2 separate regions of the Mus musculus genome follow, and region 2 is linked to region 1. Evidence: chromatin contacts called from public Micro-C data. All regions are on one chromosome and are shown on one strand. Each heading gives the region's core, a stretch centred on a gene start, on an enhancer-like site or on the middle of the called end of the contact. The rest is flanking DNA. Distances are from core to core; before and after follow the strand shown.

Region 1 (5,930 bases), core at 957-3,456:
ACAATTTTTTTTTCTCAGCCAGATTATCGCTGTTAACTGCTCTCAACTACTTTGTTCTTTGGAAGGATTCGGAATTTGATTTTAAGACGTGATGCGTTTGGAAATTATCAGTTTAATTTTATTCATATGTAATCTCTTTTTTCCAAAGATTTATTTATTTTTATGTGCAGGAGTGTTTTTGCCTGCATGTATGTATGTGTACCACATGTGGCCAGAAGAGGACACTGGTTTCCTTACACCTGCAGTGGGAGTTACGGACAGTTATGGGTTGCCATGTCGGTGCTGGGAACTGGACCCAGACCCTGTGCAGGAGCATTGCTAAGCCATCATTCCAGCCCTTGACCTTTTTTCCCCTTTGAGACAATATCATGCTCAGCAGTCATCTTCGTTCAGAAATCACTACTTTCTCATCACTTCAAAAGCTCCACTAAGAGATGGCTAGTCACAGCACGGGAGAAAGGAGAGGCTAGACAGTGTCTCTTCCTCACGTACAAAGCGACAGGAAAGTCTCATTCAGAACTGGGTCTCATCTTGCATGCTCCGCCCACACTCCTGTTCCAGGAGGTTCTCTGCTTCTTGTCATCAAGCCCAGAATGCCTGCCTCTGCCTCAAGTGCTGTGATCACAAGCCTGCGTCATCATGTCCAGCACGTGTAGCACTGGGGACCCCACTCAGGGCTTCCAACAGGCTGGGTGAGCCCCCTGTCCACTGAGCTACACCCGCAGCCTTGTTTGGACATCTCAAGCTTCCATATGTTGTTTGTCTGTCGTAGACAGTACCATGGGGAGAGGAAGAATGCCAGTTTCCCCACTCCAGTTTCCAGCACAGCACTTAACCGGAGCCAAAGACAAAGCTGTGCGGAGAGCCAGCCGCAGGAAACTCCTGACGTTGCTTCCAGGCAGCAGGCTCGGTTCTGGGAACCAGTGTGCACTGCTTAACGCATGACTCAATCTGCCCAGAACCTGCCAGGGGAGGGCAGTAGCTCCTTGCTTCACATTCTTGTCTCTGTCTTCCCCCCCAGGAACTGTTTGCAGATCCCATGGATGCTACCTGAGCTCCGGAATGCCACCCCTTCTGCTACAGGGCTTCAGTCCCAAGTCCCACCCGGCCAAAGAACTGGGCTCCTTGCCAGCGTTCCTGCCCCATCCCATCCTACCTTCCTGCCAACTGTCAGAGATATCATCAATAAATTGTTTGAATTATTCAATTCTAGAGATTAAATACTCCCCTGCTCCCCAAACCCAGAGATAAAATCAAACTCAAAACAGTTTGACGGAAAGCCGACCGTGTTTTGTAATCTGCCCCACCCCCACCCCTCCCAGGTTCCTCCTGGCTTCTTTCTCATCACTCGCCCAGGCATGGTTCTGGTGTTGAGGCATCTGCATGCCTCTCCTCCTTCATCTGGCTATTTCCCTTCTTCAGACTCGACTAGAAATTGTGCTCAGGGGCTGGGGGTGTAGCTCGGGGAGTGGAATGATCCAACTGGGCTGGGGTTCAGTTTCTGGCGCTATGTAACATGGAGAGGGGTGTATGTGAGCTTGTGTGTAATTGCGGTACTTGAGAGGTGGAGGCAAATGGACCTATTCAGGGTCATCTTTAGCTATATACACAGTCGAGACAGACTTGGCTATGTGAGCCCCTTACTTTAAAAACAGGAGGAGGAGGAGGAGGAGGAGGAGGAGGAAAAAAGAAGGAAAAGAAGAGTGAGAAAGAACGGGGTAGGGTGGGAGAAAGCATCTACTTCTGGTTGTTCAAATTTCTATTAAAATCCTTGACAAAGGAACTAATGCAATGACTTGCTGGTTATGAGTACCGACATCCAGGGGACCCAGGTTTGGCTCCCAGCACCCACATAGTAGCTTACACCCACGGACCAGACACCAACATCCTGATCTGGCTTCTTCGAGCACATGTGCCGCACAGGCACACACAGGCAAAGCAATCATGTTTGAAAATAAAAATTTAAAGAATAAAAAACTGCTTGATGGCCTGCTCTGTTTCGGAGAGAGGAAATAAAGTCGAAATAAAAACAAAGCAGGGAAAGAGAAAAGCAGCAGCCACCTGGAGGAAATGGTTACGTAGTATCTGGTCCTACAGCTGCCTGCAATTATCCTCCCTTACAAAAAGGGGAAAATGCCGGAGTCTCTGCTCTTTATCTGAGCCGGTAAACACGCCTGACTGCAAGAAAGGAATTTCTCGTTTCTGTCCTCTTTAAGGCTACCCCAACAATGACAGGATAGTTAGAACTAGGCTGAAATGCCTATCGGTACCAGAAGAGCCCCTGTGCAATGGCTGAGTTGGTCTTTTCTGACGAGCCCATGGCTAAAAGATTTTTCTGGTCCCCCACTTCTTTTTTGGTAACTGAGCTGTTCCCCTAACAATGCTGTGGTCACAGAGAAGAAGGAAGGAGGAAACAAGTGTGTCTTGCAAGCGATGCTCTGTTCCTGACTTCTCATTTCTTTCTGCTTTCTTTGTTCTACCCAGTACATTTAGTTTCCCTGAGGGGACATTGGTTGCTTTTGGATGTCCAATGTTCTTTCCCTTATGTGTGGACTGGCCTCAGAATCAGAATGGGTTTGACTAGTTCTACATACCGATGGAGCCCAACTTGCCCTCAGCAACGGACTCTGCCCTTGATGACTCCACACACCACCCACCCACACACACACCACTTTCAAATGTTATGCATATAGGTGTTTTCCCGGCCTATATGTATGTCCAACATGTGCGTGCCTAGTGTCAGAGTGGGCAGGGAGGCAAATGATGCCCTGGGACTGGAGTTTACAAACCACTGTGAGGTTGGCTCACAGTGGGTGATGGGAATTGAACCTGAGTCTTCTGAAAGAACAGCCAGTGCTCTTAAGCAGTGAGCTTTCTCTGCAGTCCCAACCCTGTGCCCTGGAAATTAAAAGGAAAGATTCAGGATCAGACAATATATATATATATAGTTATATATATATAGTTATATATATATATATATAGTTATATATATATAGTTATATATATATATATAGTTATATATAGTTATATATATATAGTTATGTGTGTGTGTATAGAATATCTTGGGTCATTTTGAAGCCTGCAAGGGTTCACCCCAAAACTCTTCCAATTTATTCTCCAGGTAGTTCCTGCCCAATCCCCTTCAATGACTTCCCACTCCCTCTGGATAAAATCTGTCTTCGAGGGTATATCATTCCAAGGCTTTGAGATCTGCCCCTCTCTCCCTTTCAGAACTCAATTTCTTAGAAGCACAGTCCTTTCTTTCTATCAAGGCTTCTAGTGCTTTCTGGTCTTTGTCTGATCACATGACCGTTATTATTTCCATGGCTCTGCCCTTGTCTCCACCAGATCAAGGACTTGCTTTTTCTTTCTTTCTTTTTTTTTTTTTTTCAAGACAGGGTTTCTCTGTGTCGCCCTGGCTATCCTGGAACTCACTTTGTAGACCAAGCTGGCCTCCAAATCAGAAATTAGCCTGCCTCTGCCTCCCAAGTGCCAGGATTAAAGGTGTGCACCACCACCGCCCAGTGACTTGCTTTTCCTAATTCCTTTCTGTGTCCTGGTTGAGAGACGCAGGGTGAGTGCCTTGCCCAGCCTCTCCTGGGGCTAGCTGTGTACTTCCTTCTGAAAGCTGGGGCATTGATAGAGATGTAGCCCAGGCCTTAACCACATTCCTTAAAGTTTACTATAAACGCTACACCTGTACTCTGATTGTAGACACACCTTGGTGGCCTATCCCTGTGTGTGTGCCCATTGCAAGGATGCAGACATTCAATAATGGCTTCTAACGGCTTGACCAGTCACCTGGTCTTTGCTGCTTTTCTTTGGTACTCCCCACTGGTCCATCTAGGCACAAGTCTAGGCAAGACAATAATTGTGGGACTTTGCCTGCTATCACTGTGGGGCCAACTCCAGCTACAGCTTCTGCTGAACGGAACCTCCTGATAAGTTAATGGCCTGACTGAATTGCTCTCTGGCAAAATTGATTCAGATGAATGGCATGCAGGTGGGAGGTGACACGGAGACCATGCTCGTGGAGAGGTGACACGGAGACATGCTCGTGGCATGTCCTCTAGGGGTCCTCTAGGGAGGCATGTTCTCTAGGGAGGTGATTCAGATGAATGGCATGCAGGTGGGAGGTGACACGGAGACATGCTCGTGGCATGTCCTCTAGGGGTCCCCGCTGCATCTTTTTAACCTGGAATCTCCCTGAGATGATCTCCATAGTAACTTCCCCCACCTCTTCTGTCCCTCGAGGCACACCAGATAGATCTGTGTTATTTCTAAGTGAAATGTCTTCAATCCTTCAATCCCCCGTGACCTCATACACCTGTTGAATGGGATCTCTGGGTTCAGGTGTGATTTCTCAGCTGTCATTTTGACCTGAGGAAAAAAGATGAGGAAATCTTACCTCCTTAGATTGGCATAGGCATAAACAAAGTGACAAGTGAACAGGTGTGTGTTAGTAAATGGGATGGTTTGTATATGCTCGGCCCAGGGAGTTGCACTATTAGGCGGTGTGGCCTTGTTAGGGTGGGTATGGGCTTTTAAGACCCTCATCCTGGCTGCCTGGAAGCCAGTATTCCACTAACACCTTTCAGATGAAGATGTAGAACTCTCAGCTCCTCCTTCACCATGCCTGCCTGGATGCTGCCATGCTCCCATCTTGATGATAATGGACTGAACCGAACTTGCAAGCCAGCCATGATTAAATGTTGTCCTTATAAGAGTTGCCTTGGTCGTGGTGTCTGTTCACAGCAGTAAGACCCTAAGACACCATCTATCTATCCAATCTATCTCGATATCTATCGTGTGTGTGTGTGTGTGTGTGTGTGTGTGTACATGCATGTGTGCACCTTCTGGCCTTGATGAGTGTGTGAAGGTCAGAGGACAGTTTTCAAGGGTTACTTCTCTCCCTCCATCATGTGGGTCCTGGGGATTGAATTCAGGTTGTCAGGTTTGGCAGCAAGTGCCTTTACCCACTGAGCCATCTCACCAGCCCTTGTTTGTTTTTTTGAGACAGGGTCTTGTGTTGGCATATTTGTTTTATTATTGTATTGGGCTCTTATACCTTATTCTACCCTAATTTCTTCCCACCCCTGACACTAGGTAGGAGAGAAAGAAGGTTAGAGGAGAAAGGGGGCGTAGACCTCTGTAGGCTATTTCCTGATGATGAGGATCAATGGGTTCCTTGGGGAAAGTCCAATCTTCTACATCAGGATATCCAGCAGTCCAACAATCCAGCAATAGCAAATGGAACAGCAGTGGGAAGGGGGGGGGCACAGCTGGGAAAAACCATGCCTCCCTAGAGCACGAGACAGTCATAGTCAACATCTGTGGACAAACTGAAGCAGCCCCATATTCCACACCGGAGATTAAAACAAAAGCATTCATATACTGGATTTTTAACAAAACCAAAACTCTCACTACAGTCTTATTATATAGTTCAAGCTGTTCTAGAACTCACAGCAATTCTCCTGCCTCACTGTCCTACATGTTGGAATTATGAGGCCTGTGTCACAATATCTGGTAGGAATCATTACTTCTCATAAACATTTGAAATAATTTCACCACATGTTACCCCAAGGCACGCTGGCTCCAAGCAGACAGATAGTTGCAACGTGAGGCAGGGATTTGGGGCTACAGTCTAGACCTGCCTTGGCCAGGAGCCCATGCCCCACCCAGCCTTAGAAGATTTGGCCTCCAGCCTTACCTGCTGCGTCCTGAGGTGTGGCACACTCCTTAGATTACGCCAAACCTAACATGAATGGCTCTGCAACACTCCTATGCACACAGACCAGGGAACAAACCATTTTAGGGCTGGGAGGTGGAGCTTTAGGATTAAGCCTTTGTGCGGTCCTGGGTGAGAGCCCCAACACCAAAGCAAGCAAGCAAACCAACAAGCAAAAAGCCACTGAACCCTTTTAAGGCAT
Region 2 (5,930 bases), core at 2,505-5,004, 300 kb after region 1:
CCCTAGCTAGCTCAGGCAGAGAGGTGTTCCCATCTTTCTACCTACAGCCAGGCAACACCCATCATACATTGCTATGGGCATACCTAGAGTGGCTTCAGAAACTTCTGTTGCCAGGCACATTGTAAGCAGTCTGCATTGTAACTCAAGCTTCACAACCAGCCCAGAGAGATTCTCTTCCAACTCCCTTATACAGGTGAGGAAGCGGACGGAGAGGATGCGGGGTTTGCCTGAGGTCACACAACTGGTACCGGGTTAGAGCCATGATGAAACCCCAGGCTGTCTGGTCCAGGGAATAAGGGAATGTGCACTTGGTCCCCACTACACACCAGAGTGCTCCCTGGACTTCTGGGAGTCTCTGCTGTTCTTGCTCCATTAATCTTCATTACGATGATACTCTGTAACGATACTCTGTAACGAATGGTTTGGTGTTTGAACAAAGCCCTGTTCATGTGTTCTACCCGCTGCTCCTTCTCCCTCTCCTTTTCTCTTCTTCCCCCTTCTCATCTCCTCCCTCCCTCCCCCCTCCCTCCCTCCTTCTTCCTTCCCTCCCTCCTTCCTCCCTTTTTCCTCCCTCGCTCCCTCTCCTCTGTCCTCTCCTCTTCCTCTGTCTATAATTAGGTGTCCATGCATGGGCTTAGGGTGCTTGTAGGCAGGAAATATGAAAAAAGGGTTCATTTCTATGGACAAGGATTCTTGGCCCCCTCACCCCAGGGGAATGTAGAGTTCTAATCCTCATAGCAGTTGTAAGTGCCGGTTCTTTCCAGAAGCACAGAAGCACAGACCTTCATCCTTTCTGCCTCAAGTTGCTATTTTAATGAAAATGAACATTGTAAAAGACTTAGGAGAGACTGGGCTTTTGACCTACGGTGGAGGGGCCCTTGAAAATGATTTCCCCCATTCTTAGGAGCGCAGGTCTCAGGTGCCTGGAGGAGGTGGTGTTGCCCGAGGGTGGTACCTGCACGCTGCGTGACCCAGTCAGCACAGAACTGTGTGGGATCAGGATGGAGGTGGAAGTTTCTGCCTCAGCGAAACCTGCGCCATAGAAACGTCACAGAGCTGCTACAGCAGGATGCTCCCGGGCCCTTGGTGGCACTGGCATAACCACATACACAGTTCTCTAAAAGCAAAGTGTTTCCCATCCAGGATATCCCATGAGACAGTGTGAATAGCTGTGTTACTGGTTTGTAGTTGTTTGCTCCCATTTTTATCATCAGTGTAGAATGCATTTCTTCCTGTGAAGATGCCGTAATGGCTAGTAGTTGTCGTCAGCCTGATATACCCAAAGAGAGGGAGCCTCATTTGAGGGTTTGCCTCCATCAGGCTGGCCTCTATATATGTCTGTGGGACATTTGCTTGATTGCTAATTAATGGTGGATGGTGCCTGAGTGGCTGTCTTGGGTGGTATGAGAAAGCAGGGTGAGTGAACCGTGGGGAACAAAGACGGGCAGTGTCCCGTCGTGTGTCAGTATCTCTTCCTGCTCTGTCTTTCCCTTCACGATGAACTATAAGCTGTAAGGTGAAATAAACCCTTCCCTTTCCAAGTTCTGACCCTTGTCACAGCAACAGAAAGCAAACTGGGACTCATGCTCACAGTGGCAGTCTTCCGTGCCCTCTTCAGCAGCCTCGTCACAGGACCTCTGTGAACACCCATCTCGAATCTTGTCAGTGTATGTGACTGTGTCACCTCACAGTGAGGTTCTCAGACCACAGCCCTGTTGCCAGGTGATGTGAGACTAGGATCCCACACCCTGGCACAGCCACACGTGTTCCCTTGGGTACTCTGATGCCTTCTGAAAGTGGCTACATCCCAGTGAGCTCTAGATGCCTGTCCTGTTTTCCTGTGTGCGGCAGAAAGCATTTCTAGTGTGGTCTGTGCCGTGGGGCGTGGGGACAGAAAGGCGTGGTGCTGTTGTGGCCTGGACAGCAGTGGGCTCTTTGCTAGAAGCTGCTCCTTCCTCTTTGCATCCTGTTTCTTCCTCCCTCCCAGATGCCTTTGCCTCTGACAGACAGCAGGCCTTTATAGCTGTTTTCTGATGAGCTTCACTTTTTCTCCCCAGTCATGCGGAGGAACCCCTTCGGTGTGGACATCTGCTGCCGGAAGGGATCGAGAAGTCCCCTGCAGGAGCTCTACAATCCCATCCAGGTAGGACCCCGGTCCTCGTTGCTATCAGTGTATGTTCTGGGGATTTGACATGCCCTTTCCTGCCTTCATGTTCAGCATCCTTTACCGGAAACATTCCCAAACTCAAACCCTTGTGAGCAGCCTCACGGTACCACAAGTGGAAAATCCCGTGTCTGATATTATGCGATGGATCACAGTCAAAATGCAGGTGCACTGAAATACTGTACAAAGTTATCTCAGGACACTGTACATAAGATGCATATGCAATATAAACAAATCTCGTGTGACATCGTCCCAGGTCCTAGCAATGGGACTCTGAACTTCAAAAGTCTGCAAGCTTGTGCAACTCTCCACTGGTACCCCCAGAAAGGTGTGCACATGGATAAACTCCGAGTGCAGTGAGTGAGACCCAGTGATGACCTCGCTACAGAAGACCCCTGGTTGGGGCGTGGGTGTAAAGTAGCTGTTGCTGGTTTTTTTGACTGATTCGTTTAACAAGGTGGCGAGTGTGGCGGTTGGGGTGGGGAGTGGACTGTGCCTTCCATGGGAAGTGAGGAGCAGTCAGGAGGCCTGCTCACCATCGCAGTAACCTCAGGCCACTTGAGTTGGTGTGGAGACTCTTGAGCCCGTCCCTCTGTCGGAATGTCTGTTAGTGTCGCTCCTGATTGAGGGACCGAGCCAATGCCCACAGACCTTGGTAACTGCTGAGAAATGAGTGCGTGCTGAGGAGAGATGGCCTGCGCGTGATCTCAGGGCTTCACTTTGTGCTCCATCTCAATTATGTATTTCCATAGAACGTGGTGCCTGAGGGAGAAGATAATATGCTCGGATCTCAGCGAGGACAGATTCTTAGAGTGATTGCAAAGGCACAAACTTCAAAGCTTCTTGGCTCCACTTTCTCCCTCGAGCCTTCCACCTGTGCTCCCTTCTGGGGGAAAAATAGGACTAGAATCCGGGCACCCTTGGTGACCTAATGGTGTTCAGTGGCGCCCTGTTGATTCTCTGTCTTGAGGCTCTAGGTGAGGATTGCAAACTCAATGCCTCTTGAGGCTTCCTCTGCTGGCTTTTGCAGAGAGAGACTCAAGGGGGATTTGATATGGGTTCCTTTGCTGCCCCCGTGACCTGGCCATTGTGAGTAAGTTTCCTAGCCTGTCTACTCTGTCATCTTTATAAAAAGATCAAGCAGGCTTTGGCCACACATAGAATTTCTGATATGCTCTATTGAAACTCACCCAGGCTACTCCATCAGAACCATCCGCACTCCCTCTGGACATCCTGTATTGATGAACAGCACAAGATGCAAGATGCATAGGCAGAGCCACTTCTACTGTAGCTGACCCTCTGGGTAGAAAGCCCATGGACTGGGTCTTGCCTACCATATACATCCGGTGCCTAACACTGGGCCTGGTTGATGTCTGGGGTCCCCAAGTATCTGTGACATTTGAAAGAGCAAAAGTTCAGGGTTCAGGTTCCCTCTTCCCACGTCTCTAGCTGCGCAAACCGGAAGGTGCCTGCACTAGGTGCCCGTTTCCCAGCATGCCTCTGGAACTCTGGAGGATGACTGTGAACTGTCACTTTCCTCAATTTCAGAGTCAGACTTGGTGTCAAAGTCCAGTGACATCATTTCCTAGCTCTGTGACCTTGCACAGGCCACATAACCACGCTTTGACTGCCATCCCTCTTTTATGACATTCGGGGACTAATACCAACTGCTGTATTCAAGAGGCGGTGCAGTGACCTTCTGTGCTGGCTGCCTGCTATGGGGCTTGTGCTTTCCTGGTTTGTTCCCTCACTGACCCCCTGGCATGTCAGAGACTGGGCATAGAGGGCACTGAAGCTAATATAGCCACCTGCGATGGGTACTTGCTCTGTCCCAGGACTGGTGTGCACAGACGGCCTTGTCTGTTTTTTTTGGCAGACCAGTCAGAGGAAAGGTGACTATCCCATCTCCTGTCATCCCTCCTCACAGCGATAGTGAGTGTTGTGTTAGTGAAAGGCACATTCACTAACACAACCAGAGGAGGGCACTGGTAAGTGAGTCACTATCCTTTAAGGGCATCTTGGGCACACTGTCTGGCCTCTCCAGCCCATCAAGCAAACACTCTTCAGGAAGATCACCCCATTTCCTGTGGATGTAGTTTTCTGGGTCTAGTTTCCTTTACAAGTGGCAGTTGTGCCCCGTCCCCGCGCAGTCCTTAAGCAGGGTTTGTTTTTGAAGAAGCAGCCCTGGTTAGCGGTGGGCTGCGGAGTTTAAGATGGGGACATGCTGATGAGCTTAGACAGCATTGCCTTCCTGAGTCATCTCCAGGCTTAACGCTGGGCTGAGCTCCCCTGCACATTCTCATAGTTTCCTACCAGCTCAGCTGCCGAGCCTGGAACAGTGTAGTCACTGAGGCAAGTGGCAAACTCTCTGATCGCTCTAACCTGAACGGCTCCCAGAAATGGTGTTCGCAGCTTTTTTTTTTTTTTTTTTTTTTTTTTTTTTTTTTTTTTGCTGAGTGTCTCTTTGGTCTTAGTAACAGGATGGTAAAAATGAGACCATTTATTTTTTTATGACAAGAAATTCACCTAACAGCAAGAAGCACCTTCTGTTTTTGTTTTTGTTTTTTGAGACAGGGTTTCTCTGTATAGCTCAGGCTGTCCTGGAACTCACTTTGTAGACCAGGCTGGCCTCGAACTCAAAAATACACCTGCTTCTGCCTCCCAAGTGCTGGGATTAAAGGCGTGTGCCACCATGCTCGGCTCAAGAAGCGCCTTCTTAGTTATCTCGGATACATAGGCTAGGCCAGACACTTCCTGGGTCTTGGATTCAGCTCACTGAATATGTATGGTAAGCTCTGAGCTAGATGGTATTTCCCCTCTTATGGATAGAGAAGTGAAACTAATAATTGTATATGATTTATTTGAGCCCAGATCACTAGTAGGAAGCAGTGAGGATCCAACCACAGAAGGAACGGGGAAATTGCACGCAGTTACTAGTGACTGGTACTGGTGACTATTACCCTCGAAATCCTCTTGGCAGGAACCAACCCCCTCCTGCAAACAGATGTATATCCAACAAGGTTTTCCCTGGATAAAGAGTGAAATCAGCCCAGGGGCAGTTGCCTCTACTCTGACTTCAGCATCTGGGGCTTTCTTAGTGCACTGAAACCCCCAAACCATCCAAAGAACAATTGGTTAAGAAAAAAAAATCCTTCCCAGTCGATATTCTTAGCAAAATAGCCCTGTAATGTCTTATAATTTTCCTGGTTCTCTGCTGTCTCCCTGGCCCCAAAATAAAACATAATTGCTGATTGGATCAGCTGGCGCCGAGTCACCGAAAGTTCAGGAGTTGCCAACCACAGACTTGTGGGCCGAGCCATCTGCAGGCTGCCCCCGCTCAGTCAGTGCTGACCCACAGGGCAGAGAACTGCTCTCAGCTGGTTGAGAGGGTGTAATTGTCCCTGAATGCCATCGAGGGTGAGACAGCTTGTCCTCCTGCCTCCCCACCTCCCGGCCTCTCATGGCTTCCCTGAAATCTTCACAGTATCATTCATGCGGTTTGGCCTGCCCTGCCATGTCTTTCTTTAGCATGTGTGCCTGCCCTGTTATTAGAGCATTCTAAGGGGGCAGGGTGCGTGGCTCAGTGCTGGCCACGAACTTGCAAGCAGCATAGCTAGGTCTGAACGGGGCTTCCTGGAGTCCCTGGGTCCAGATGTTTAGGGATCTAGAAGTGTTCTGGGTGATGTGTTGCTGAATATGGCTGAAACTCTGCGGTCCTGCTCCCTCAGTTACGGGGCAGTCTCTTGGTGTGCTGAAGTGAACTTTC

What was found. Hi-C and Micro-C count contacts between places; a contact is called where the count stands out from the background.
Region 2: a contact with region 1 is called in a Micro-C map of the HL-1 cell line, with 2.3 times the contacts expected there. The contact joins two enhancer-like sites. A contact is called at or near these places in 5 of 39 promoter capture datasets (hematopoietic stem and progenitor cells, hippocampal neurons, neutrophils and 2 more) and 6 of 484 Hi-C or Micro-C datasets (the HL-1 cell line, the N1E-115 cell line, Th2 cells and 3 more).

What each region holds. Positions count from the first base shown.
Region 1 is chr10:82,794,600-82,800,529 of GRCm38.p6, forward strand. It overlaps a transcript of Hcfc2 not described here. Among named protein-coding and RNA genes, the nearest start is that of 1700028I16Rik, 15 kb to the right of the region's middle. Within about 2 kb of position 2,207, at least 238 of the 459 cell types and tissues checked have an H3K27ac peak or open chromatin away from gene starts, as enhancers often do. A contact at or near this core is called in the HL-1 cell line and Th2 cells, where this site is marked.
Region 2 is chr10:83,090,012-83,095,941 of GRCm38.p6, forward strand. Chst11 (carbohydrate sulfotransferase 11) reads left to right here. Exons shown (of 3, transcript NM_021439.2): 2 at 2,058-2,143. Among named protein-coding and RNA genes, the nearest start is that of Chst11, 110 kb to the left of the region's middle. Within about 2 kb of position 3,755, at least 50 of the 459 cell types and tissues checked have an H3K27ac peak or open chromatin away from gene starts, as enhancers often do. A contact at or near this core is called in the HL-1 cell line and Th2 cells, where this site is marked.